Regions from separate parts of the Ovis aries genome. Here region 2 is linked to region 1. A link is a contact called in public Hi-C data. All regions are on one chromosome and are shown on one strand. Each heading gives the region's core, a stretch centred on a gene start, on an enhancer-like site or on the middle of the called end of the contact. The rest is flanking DNA. Distances are from core to core; before and after follow the strand shown.

The links. A called contact is a pair of places that touch in the nucleus more often than the background predicts.
Region 2: a Hi-C map of blood shows a contact between it and region 1, with 7 times the contacts expected there. The contact joins two enhancer-like sites. A contact is called at or near these places in 12 of 16 Hi-C or Micro-C datasets (blood, hypothalamus, liver and 5 more).

The regions. Positions count from the first base shown.
Region 1 is chr8:64,181,294-64,186,320 of ARS-UI_Ramb_v3.0, reverse strand. No RefSeq gene overlaps it. Among named protein-coding and RNA genes, the nearest start is that of TRNAS-GGA, 33 kb to the left of the region's middle. Within about 2 kb of position 2,335, at least 9 of the 54 cell types and tissues checked have an H3K27ac peak or open chromatin away from gene starts, as enhancers often do.
Region 2 is chr8:64,311,743-64,316,701 of ARS-UI_Ramb_v3.0, reverse strand. No RefSeq gene overlaps it. Among named protein-coding and RNA genes, the nearest start is that of CITED2, 9.5 kb to the left of the region's middle. Within about 2 kb of position 3,436, at least 6 of the 54 cell types and tissues checked have an H3K27ac peak or open chromatin away from gene starts, as enhancers often do.

The DNA.
Region 1 (5,027 bases), core at 1,086-3,585:
GTTTGTACATCTGGAAGTTCTTGGTTCACCTAGTGCCAAAGCCTGAGCATTACCTTACAGGCCTGTGAAATAAGCACAATTGTCCAGAAGTTGAACATTCTTTGGCACTGCCCTTCTTTGTGACTGGAATGAAAACTGACCTTTTCCAGTCCTGTGGCCACTGCTGAGTTCTCCAAATTTGCTGACATATTGAGTGTAGCACTTTAACAGCATTATCTTTTAGTATTTGAAATAGCTCAGCTGGAATTCCATCACCTACACTAGCTTTGTTCATAGTAATGCTTCCTAAGGCCCACTTCATTTCACACTCCAGGATGTCTGGCTATGGGTGAATAACCACACTACTGTGGTTATCCAGGTCTTTAAGGCCTTTCTTGTATAATTCTTCTGTGTATTCTTGCCACCTCTTCTTAATCTCTTCTGCCTCTGTTAGGTCCTTACCATTTCTGATGTTTATCGTGCCCATCCTTGCCTGAAATGTTCCCTTGTTACCTCCTATTTTCTCAAAGAGATCTTTAGTCCTTCTCACTCTATTGTTTTCTTATACTTCTTTGCATTGTTTATTAAAAGAGACTAAAGTGAAAATCACTTAATCATGTCTGACTCTTTGCAACTCCATGGACTGTACAGTTCATGGAATTCTGCAGGCCAGAATAGTGGCATGGGTAGCCATTCCCTTTTCCAGGGGATCTTCCCAACCCAGGGATTAAACCCAGGTCTCCCGCATAACAGGCAGATTCTTTACCAGCCATCAGGGAAGCCCAAGAATACTGGAGTGGGTAGCCTATTCCTTCTCCAGCGGATCTTCCCAACCCAGGAATTGAACCAGGATCTCCTGCATTGCAGGCAGATTCTTTACCAGCTGAACTACCAGAGACTAGCAAAAGCCAAATCTCAGTGACCCATGGTTTCGGTTTCCCATCACTTTGTTTATAAGAATTGAAATTAGAAATAGGGGGCATGTTGTTGACTGTCTTAGTCTTCATACTGCTATACCAAAATATCACAGACCGAGTGGCTTAAAAACAACGTAAATTTATTTCTCACAGTTCTGGAGGCTGGAAAGTCCAAAATCAAGGTGCAGGCAGATTCAATGTCTGGTGAGAGCCTGCTTCCTGGTTCAGAGCTGGCCATCTTCTGTGTCTTCACCTGCTGGAGGGATGAGAAGGCTCTCTGGAACTTCTTTCCCAAGGGCATTCATCCCATTCATTAGGGCTCCACCCTTATGACTGAATCACCTCTCAACGGCCCCACATCTTAATACCATCACATTAGTCGCTCACTGGTGTCCAACTCTTTGTCACCCCATGAGCCTGCCAGGCTCCTTTGTCCATGCAATTCTCCAGGCAAGAATATTGGAATGGGTTGCCACACCCTCCTCCAGGGGATCTCATCATATTGGGGATTACAATTTAAACACAAGAACTTCGAAGAACACATTCAGTCCATAACACTGCTTGAGACTCAGCTGTCAGAAGGAGAAGGCAATGGCAACCCACTCCAGTACTCTTTCCTGGAAAATCCCATGGACGGAGGAGCCTGGAAGGCTGCAGTCCATGGGGTTGCGAAGAGCTGGACAGGACTGAGTGACTTCACTTTCACTTTTCACTTTCACGCATCGGAGAAGGAAATGGCAACCCACTCCAGTGTTCTTGCCTGGAGAATCCCAGGGACGGTGGAGCCTGGTGGGCTACCGTCTATGCGGTCGCACAGAGTCAGACACGACTGAAGCAACTTAGCAGCAGCAGCAGCTGTCAAAAAGTGGTAATTATGGTGACTATATATTCTATACCCCAAATAGAAGGAGGCACTGAGGGCTACTGCTCTTACATCAGTAATAAGATCGAATGCTGGAAATCAAGACTGACCAGGAGAAGCCAGCTCATAAGTATAAAAATTATAATTCTGTCACTGGTTCAAAATGTTCTTGATTTTCACTAAATTGGCTCCAAAATGGGGCTTTAGAGAGCTGGCCACATTGATGAGATTTTTCCAGACCACAGTTACAGGAGAGAAGGGCCTTCCTGGACTCTGGTCTCGGCCTCCAAGCTGCTCCCAGACCCATCTGCAGGGAACCAGATAACAGACCCCTAACCTGCTTATTTCAGTCAGCGGTTTTGCTTCTCGCAGTGCCCAACCTCACAGATGCCAAAGGCCTTTACTCTGAACCTGCCTGCGAGCAAGGACAGTTCAGCAGCAGCTGCCACCGCGCCGATAATGGGTTTATGCTGCTGCCGACCCAAGGAAGCCGCTTTGAGTTGACGATGTATCTGCATTCCTGCAGCCCAAACCCACACCCTCCGCGATGGCTGCGGCACAGAGAGAGCACGAGCGCCACCTACTGAGCACTGCAGGCCTAGCTGGCTTCACGGCCAGCAAGACGGGCATGGCACCCAGGGTTGGCCTGAAAACCACCTTTGTACAGTCATTAAGGAGGCCTCATCTTCTGCCAAAGTTGGTGACTGTTTTTGAGAGTTACACTGAAAAAAGTTACAAGGAAGTTCATTTTGCCCTGAACAAACTTGAAACTTAACTACAGTTGGGATCCAGGCAGTATTCCACTTAAGTGAGACATGGGCAAGCCAGCAACTGCAGAGTTTATAGAACACAATTAAGGACTCACCCTTAAGCAGGCAGTGGGTGAGGCACCAGGGACAGAAGGAGGAGTGATCTACACTAGACCAACAACAGAAAGGTGGTGAAGCTGTGTCTGTATTCCACAGCTGAGAAACACGCTCACTGAACTCAGCCATGATTCACTCCCGAGTCCACCTCCAAGGGTTTTCCATCTTTCCCTGTGTTCCATCACCACTGTCACTAAGCTGAGAAGAAGTCATGATGACTTCTTTATTGTTCTGTTTTGGTTTGATTCTTGAGTTGCTGACTGACAAATGATATGTTTGGAATTTTGTTCTCAAAATAGCTGCTTTGCAGATGCCCTAAGCCGGTCCTCTTGGCCAGGCTTTCTGAAAATAATGCCAGGAAAACTCTCAAAGTATTCAATCCCTTCCCTGTATTCACAAACTCCTCCACATGTGCTAATAGCGCATTTCTGACAATGATCAATAAAATATGGTTTCAAATGTTTTTAGCACCTAATGACCCAATCTTACTTCCTCAATACATACAAATAATAGGTTAGTTAGTAAATAAACAGTCTATTAAGTAAAAAACCCCAAACTGGGTGATATGGTCACACACTTTTGCATCTGGGCAGCAGAACCTGAACACCCCAGGGGACCCTTCCTGCAGAGAGATCCTGGTGCCCAGCCTCGGTCCACAGCCATCATCCAAGCATAATCCAATGAACTGCACAGGGGTGCTTCCTTCTCCAGGAAGAGGCCAGGTAAACACAAATAACTGGAAATGGGCAAAGATGCATGTTGGATGCAAGATACCCAGATTGAAGGGAGAATCAATAATTCACAAACTAAACTTTCTTAGGGTTTCCCTGATAGCTCAGTTGGTAAAGAATCCACCTGCAATGCAGGAGACCCCAGTTCAATTCCTGGGTCGGGAAGATCTGCTGGAGATGGGATAGGCTACCCACACCAGTATTCTTGGGCTCCCCTGGTGGCTCAGCTGGTAAAGAATCTGCCTGCAATGTGGGAGATCTGGGTTCGATCCCTTGGTTGGGAAGATCCCCTGAAGAAGGGAAAGGTTACCCACTCCAATATTCTGGCCTGGAGAATTCCATGGACTGATATAGTCCTGTGGGTCACAAAGGGTTGGGCACAACTGAGCGACTTTCACATCACATCACAAACTTTCTTAAGCTACTACTATGAGAATTGCATTTAAGGCCCTACTAAACTTTCTGGTATTTTACTATGATTTTATTTTTGACTACAGTCCAGGTGGGCAATAACTTAAGGTATTAAATATTTATGTGAGCTCATAGTTTTACCCATAAAGATTCAATCATCATGTTTTCCATCCATTCCAGCCCCCTTCTTTTTACAAGGTTCTGTGCAAAGTAGTTTTGAAAACATGTTTCCAGCCAATCATTCAACTGTTGACCTGGTAAGATTTCTTAGATGGCTTATTCTTTAATTCCTACAATTCAGTTCAAAGAGGGCACCTAAAGCAACTATCAGCTACTACAAATTCAAGTTTAACCATCAGGTGAGCTGCTGGGAGAAACTTCTCTCAGTACCTTGCAAGCACACATTAGAAATCTGGTCCAGAAATGTATACTTTCAAAATGAGCACAGCTCCAAAGCAGACCATTTACTTCAGGCCTTTCTGATTTTCTTCCTTTGGGGTTGAACTATAAATTTTGAAATCTTTACACTCACAATTAGTATCTTGTTAACTTAAATTATATTTGAACCAAGAAAGGGCTTACCCAGGTAATGCTAGAGGTAAAAGATCCAACTGCCAGTACAGGAGACCTAATAAATGCAGAAAAATCAGAAAAATACCTTGGAGAAGGGAATGGCAACCCACTCCAGTATTCTTGCCTGGAGAATCCCATGGCCAGAGGAACCTGGCAGGCTACAGTCCACAGGGTCGCAAAGAGCTGGACACAACTGAAGTGACTTAGCAGAGCACAGCACAAACCAAGAAAACTGAAAGTGCCAAAGTACCCACTCCAATCTCAAAATAGAGACAGCTTTAAAAGAAAAAACTTCTCCTGAACTATTTTAAACATCACTCTTCTTTGATAAAATTGTTTCTTTTGAATTTTAGAACTTAGCAATTTTGAATACACTTTCTTCCACAGCTTCAGTGATTTTCTAGAGATATTTTCTTAAAGCTTTCAACTAATACAAACCCAAATATGCACACCAGCTTTAAGAGAAATTATAAGGTTTTTAGCAACAGAAACAGAATTTGCCTGTTACCTCCTTTTTAATTTTTTCACCCCCAAAAGCTATAATAAAACATTAGTACCTCTTACACTAAACATCATATAAATACTTAATGTTAAAATCCCAATTTCAAAAGAGTAAGAACCAGACCCTACATTCCATCTACCTAGATGACAGATTAAAAGACATCTGGAAAATGATTGTGATTTCAAT
Region 2 (4,959 bases), core at 2,187-4,686, 130 kb before region 1:
GTGAGTGGCTTTTAAAACTTAATAGTGCTAAAAGAATCCTGTCAATCCATTCTGAAGGCTGGTTGGGAAGCCAGCTTTCAGCCCGAGTTAAAATTAAACTAGCATAAAATCAGAAAAAGTTGTCAAAGGACAGCCAACTCCAGGTTGTGATATTAGTTTGTGAATACTTTTAGGAGACGGTATGCAGAGCAAAGGAAATGTAATCAGGGCTGTTGAAGCCTTTTCCCTTTCCATCTCCCGGTCGCTGAGGGTCGGACACAACTGAGCGACTTCACTTTCACTTTTCACTTTCATGCATTGGAGAAGGAAATGGCAACCCACTCCAGCGTTCTTGCCTAGAGAATCTCAGGGATGGGGGAGCCTGGTGGGCTGCCATCTCTGGGGTCGAACAGAGTCGGACACGACTGAAGCGACTTAGCAGCAGCAGCAGCATGAATATTGCATGCTCAGTTGCTTCAGTTGTGTCTGACTCTTTGGGACCCCATGAACTGTACCCCACTCCAGGTTCCTCTGTCCATGGGATTCTCCAGGCAAGAATACAGCCCTCCTCCAGGGGATCTTCCTGACCCAGGGATTGAACACAAATCTCCTGGATCTCCTGCATTGCAGGTAGATTCTTAACCCCTGAGTCACCTGGGAAGCCCATATCTCCCTAGGGGGACTAGCATAAAATATGGTCCTGTGTTCCTTTACGAAGCTTGCCCCATGGAGATCTTTTAAATTTCTAGTAAGCAACCTCTTAAAATAATTTTTCCCTTGGCTTTCTGACACTTCATATCTCCATGTTGACAAAACATATAGTGCTAAAATTGTGCATGAAAATCCATAGGTCACCTTGTAAATATTGTCCCATTACATTTATTTGGAATGACTCTTTGAAAGAAGATAAGCAGGATGATGGCTAGTTCCATATTTCTTCTCTTTACACAATGTGTTTAGCAAATACATGGATGATGAGGCCAGGAGGTAAAAAGTGACTGAATTGCTGTACTCCTAATATTTTAGGTAAAATCAATATACAAATCTTTCTTAGGTTCCTCTATCTGATAACATATTTTAGAGTAATGACTCTCAGTTGGATAGGGCCCCCCCTCTAGGAGGCAGATCAGAATGGAAGGGGGTAAAAGAAGGCAGTAATTTGGAAAAAAGAGCGTATTCCATACTATTATACATTGGGGAAAATGCTTAAATACATTATACTTCCAGTAAAACATAATGTAGAAGACTTTGAAAACTCTTCTTAACTAATGGGGCATGGATTTTAACAATGGTGAGAAACACTCTTTAGACTATATGGGACCAAATCAGAGAAATGCACCCTTTAGCCAACATTACTTAAATCATTTTATTGAGTCAAGTTTCCTGTGGTTGGGCTGACTTTGCTGAGTACCTTCGATGTAGTGGGTATTGTGGTAGTCTCTTTACATACATAATCTTATTAATCTTTATAATATGCTTGCAAGGTACAAGTCATTATTTCAATTTTAGATAAGGAAACTGATATTTAGAGAGGAAGTAAATTGCTCAAGGGAGAAACAGCCAATAGGAGGCTGAGTGGTTTTACAGATCTAGCTTCCAAGACAGTGTTCTGTAACACGGCTGTTCTAAACAAAATTACTCCTATTCTTAGATGTCACTGATTGCAAGCTGATCAGACAACTTAATAAGAGTGCTTCAGGGAAAAACCCACTTCATTATATGTACACAAATTGTAAGCTATACTAACACAGCTATGACATGAATCTATTTATACAATTACATATGACTTCCTTCTAGGATTCACAAGACTTCAGTCTATACTTTTTCAAACCCATTCTAAAGATTCTTCCAACTGAAGTGCGGCCCCCTACAGTGCAAGGATAGCATTTGTGATGAGCCTGCCGAATCCTTCCTAACACTTTCACCACGTTAGCCCTGAAGTTGAAAGAATCCCAGTGATTTAAACTGTAATTTTGCTTTTTTTCTTCTTAGTTGAATTATATACACTAATAAATAGTATATAGTTAGACAGTAAATAGTTTCTTTCAGAAATTAAGCCAGCACCTTAGCTTTGTCAATTCTGTAATCTATTAAACAAAAATCTCATTGGCTAAATTCTTCCATGTAAAGACACCACATCACAACTTGACACACTGTCTGGAAGCAACTATGATTTAACACTGATTATAGGATTCACACTGATTTCAGAATATTAATATGTTAAAAAAACTGAACATCTTAGAATAAAGAAAATACAGTATTTAGTTACTTTACAGTTAATCTCCCTCAATCTATCTAAACTTTCTTGATATAGGTATAAGCCCAGTTCCTTCCGCTTTGGTCTTCTACTGAAATGGAGAACTCTTCCATTAATAGTTAGAATTTTTAAAAAGTAACAGGTCAGGAGTATAAACCATTGAGTTGTAGCCTTAGCTCTGCAACCAAAGAGCTGAGTAATTCAATCACTATTCTCTCAAGTTTCTTCATCAGTGAAATGAAGGTATATGTTTAATTAATATATCCTGTATTCAAATCCTCATGAAGGAAACATAAACCCATTCCTATCATTTTCTCCCTTTGGAAAGTAAAATATTGGAGTAAAATATTATATCAAACTCCTTCAAAATGTCATTTCTTACTGTTCTTTCTCTAATCTAACTGTGAGTCTGGGGGTGTGCTATAGACCTGAGCCAGTTGAGTCAATCCTCCAAGGGCTGCAATCAGGCAATGCTCCACTTCAATGTCAAAATGCACATAAGTGTTGGCTGCTGAGATTTCCCTATCTGTAAGCAAATATCAAAAAATGACCACCCACAACATATTTCTAGTACATGCAGTTGCAAAGACATAGGTGACTATGTAACATTCTTAAAAATAATTTGATCAGGTTCTGTTCTATTTTCTTACAGATTAAGTTCATTCTTCCAGTCTCATAAATAACACTCTCAAATATTTACACTCTCTTTCCTTCAAATGTCTGTTCCTGAACCACAGTCATCACTGTTATTGTTATTAACATCATCACTGTTATTGTTTATTTTCTCAGAGACAATCCTTTACATAATGCTAAAGTAGAGGAAGCTGGACAGTGTCAAACATTTTAAGTAGGTTTTAAGGGTTGTCAAGGAGCAGGAGGCACATGGCTGACATCTTATTTCCCTCCCCTCAACTTCCCAACACACATAGTCTCTTTGTTTCACACCACAACATTCCTCCAATTTGGAGAATCAGTTGTTTAGCTAGATGACAAGCTAACAGACTAGTCAAAAATAGCATATAAAAGGAATCACAGAGCATAATTTGTAAATAATTCGTTTAACTGACTGTAAAAGTAATGTAGCTAAAGAACTACAACAAAATATTAATACAATAACATATTTGTTCCTTTCACTACTTGGCCACTAGGTGTAGCTGAAGGCCTGTAAGCCCATAATTGCATTTTTCTCCTGAGCAACCAAGACGAGAGTGTCACATACCTAAAGAAATTGCCCTCCACCACTGCTGATTTTACTGAAACATACACTATACCACATGACCTATTATAACCTTCAACATTAAGGACAAGCCAAAGACACTTCTTTAACTCTCTGCCCAGGTACCATTACTCATTACACTCTAATAAAAATTGCAAATTGACAAAAGGTGTCTTTGAGTGAGCCTCCACTTTTACGCTCTAATTCTCCCCTACCCTTTCTGAAGTGCTCTCATCCTGCCTTCCACTTACTCAGGTACCAGGGGCTCCGTTTTCTGCCCCACTAAGAACACATATCTTAAGAGAGAAACTCTAGAGAGAGTACAGCATTTAAACTACAGGAATGTTTTGAATAATAAGACTGAGTGCCTCAGTCAGAAAGATATTTTTAGGTTGTTAATCCTTTCTCTGACCCATTGCTCTCTCCTGTTTCTCCTCCTGCCTGTCAAGCCCATCCAGTTCAATGCCTTTCATTGGCCCTTTGCTCTTACTTTAAATGTTGGTGGACTGGACTGTGGCTCAAACAGCTGCCTGAAAGCTATCTAGCACATTAGCTGACCAGGAAAATTCCAACCAAAAAAAACAGAAACTATAGTCAGATTACAGTGGTGCTTAAACTGAAATTCTCTGGATTTGAGCCTGAGCTGCCCTTTGGGGGCCATATACTTATACTGAAGATGAGTGAAACTAGCTTGCAGAAGTCAAAAGGAGAATTGGTGTTCACTAGGCCTCTCACCTCACCGCACTAGCGAATTCCATGAATCCAGAGGAGTGGAACACCTTGTCAGAACAAAGCAATACTAAGAGACCACATGATCCCAAGCACAGATGGAGAGAGAAGGTGCATCTGTCATTGACAGCTTTTTAACTCCCTGATTCAGCACCCAGAACCCAGCCATCAGCTGGGCATAGTTCCTATGAAATATCCCCAGACAAGTCTTCATCTGCTCTAGCTTGAGTGATTCAAACACCTATTTAACGACTCTATGCTTTGGCATATGTTGTTTCCTCTGCCTGGAAGGCCCTTTTCATTTTCCCCTTGATGAAGTGGCCTTCAAAATCCATCTCAAGTATCTTCCTCTCTGAGAGACCTCCCTACATTGTGGCAGATTGGTTAATTCACTAATTTAATAATGTCAACAAGGACTTGTTTTTTTTTTTTCTTTTTACCTCAGACTGGTGACAAGTGACATTAGAAGAGCTTACATGATGTATGGACCAACAAGGTCCAAAAAAATGGCTATCTCTTTCTGTGGCTTTTTTTTTTCCTTCAAGAGAAAATAAAACTTCCCAGAAGAATCCCTTCCCTCCATGTACTGTGTCACATCCCCTTTTCTGAACTAACCATTGGGATAGGTTTTACCACAGAATGGAATTAACACAATTAGGGTAGGTAGGGTAGGTAGATGGAGGCCAACAACTCCATCACTAGAAGATTCAAAAGTTAAGTGAACTCTTTCCAAAATTCTTGTTTTAAGGCCTGGATTTTTTGCTGGAACTTAAAAGAA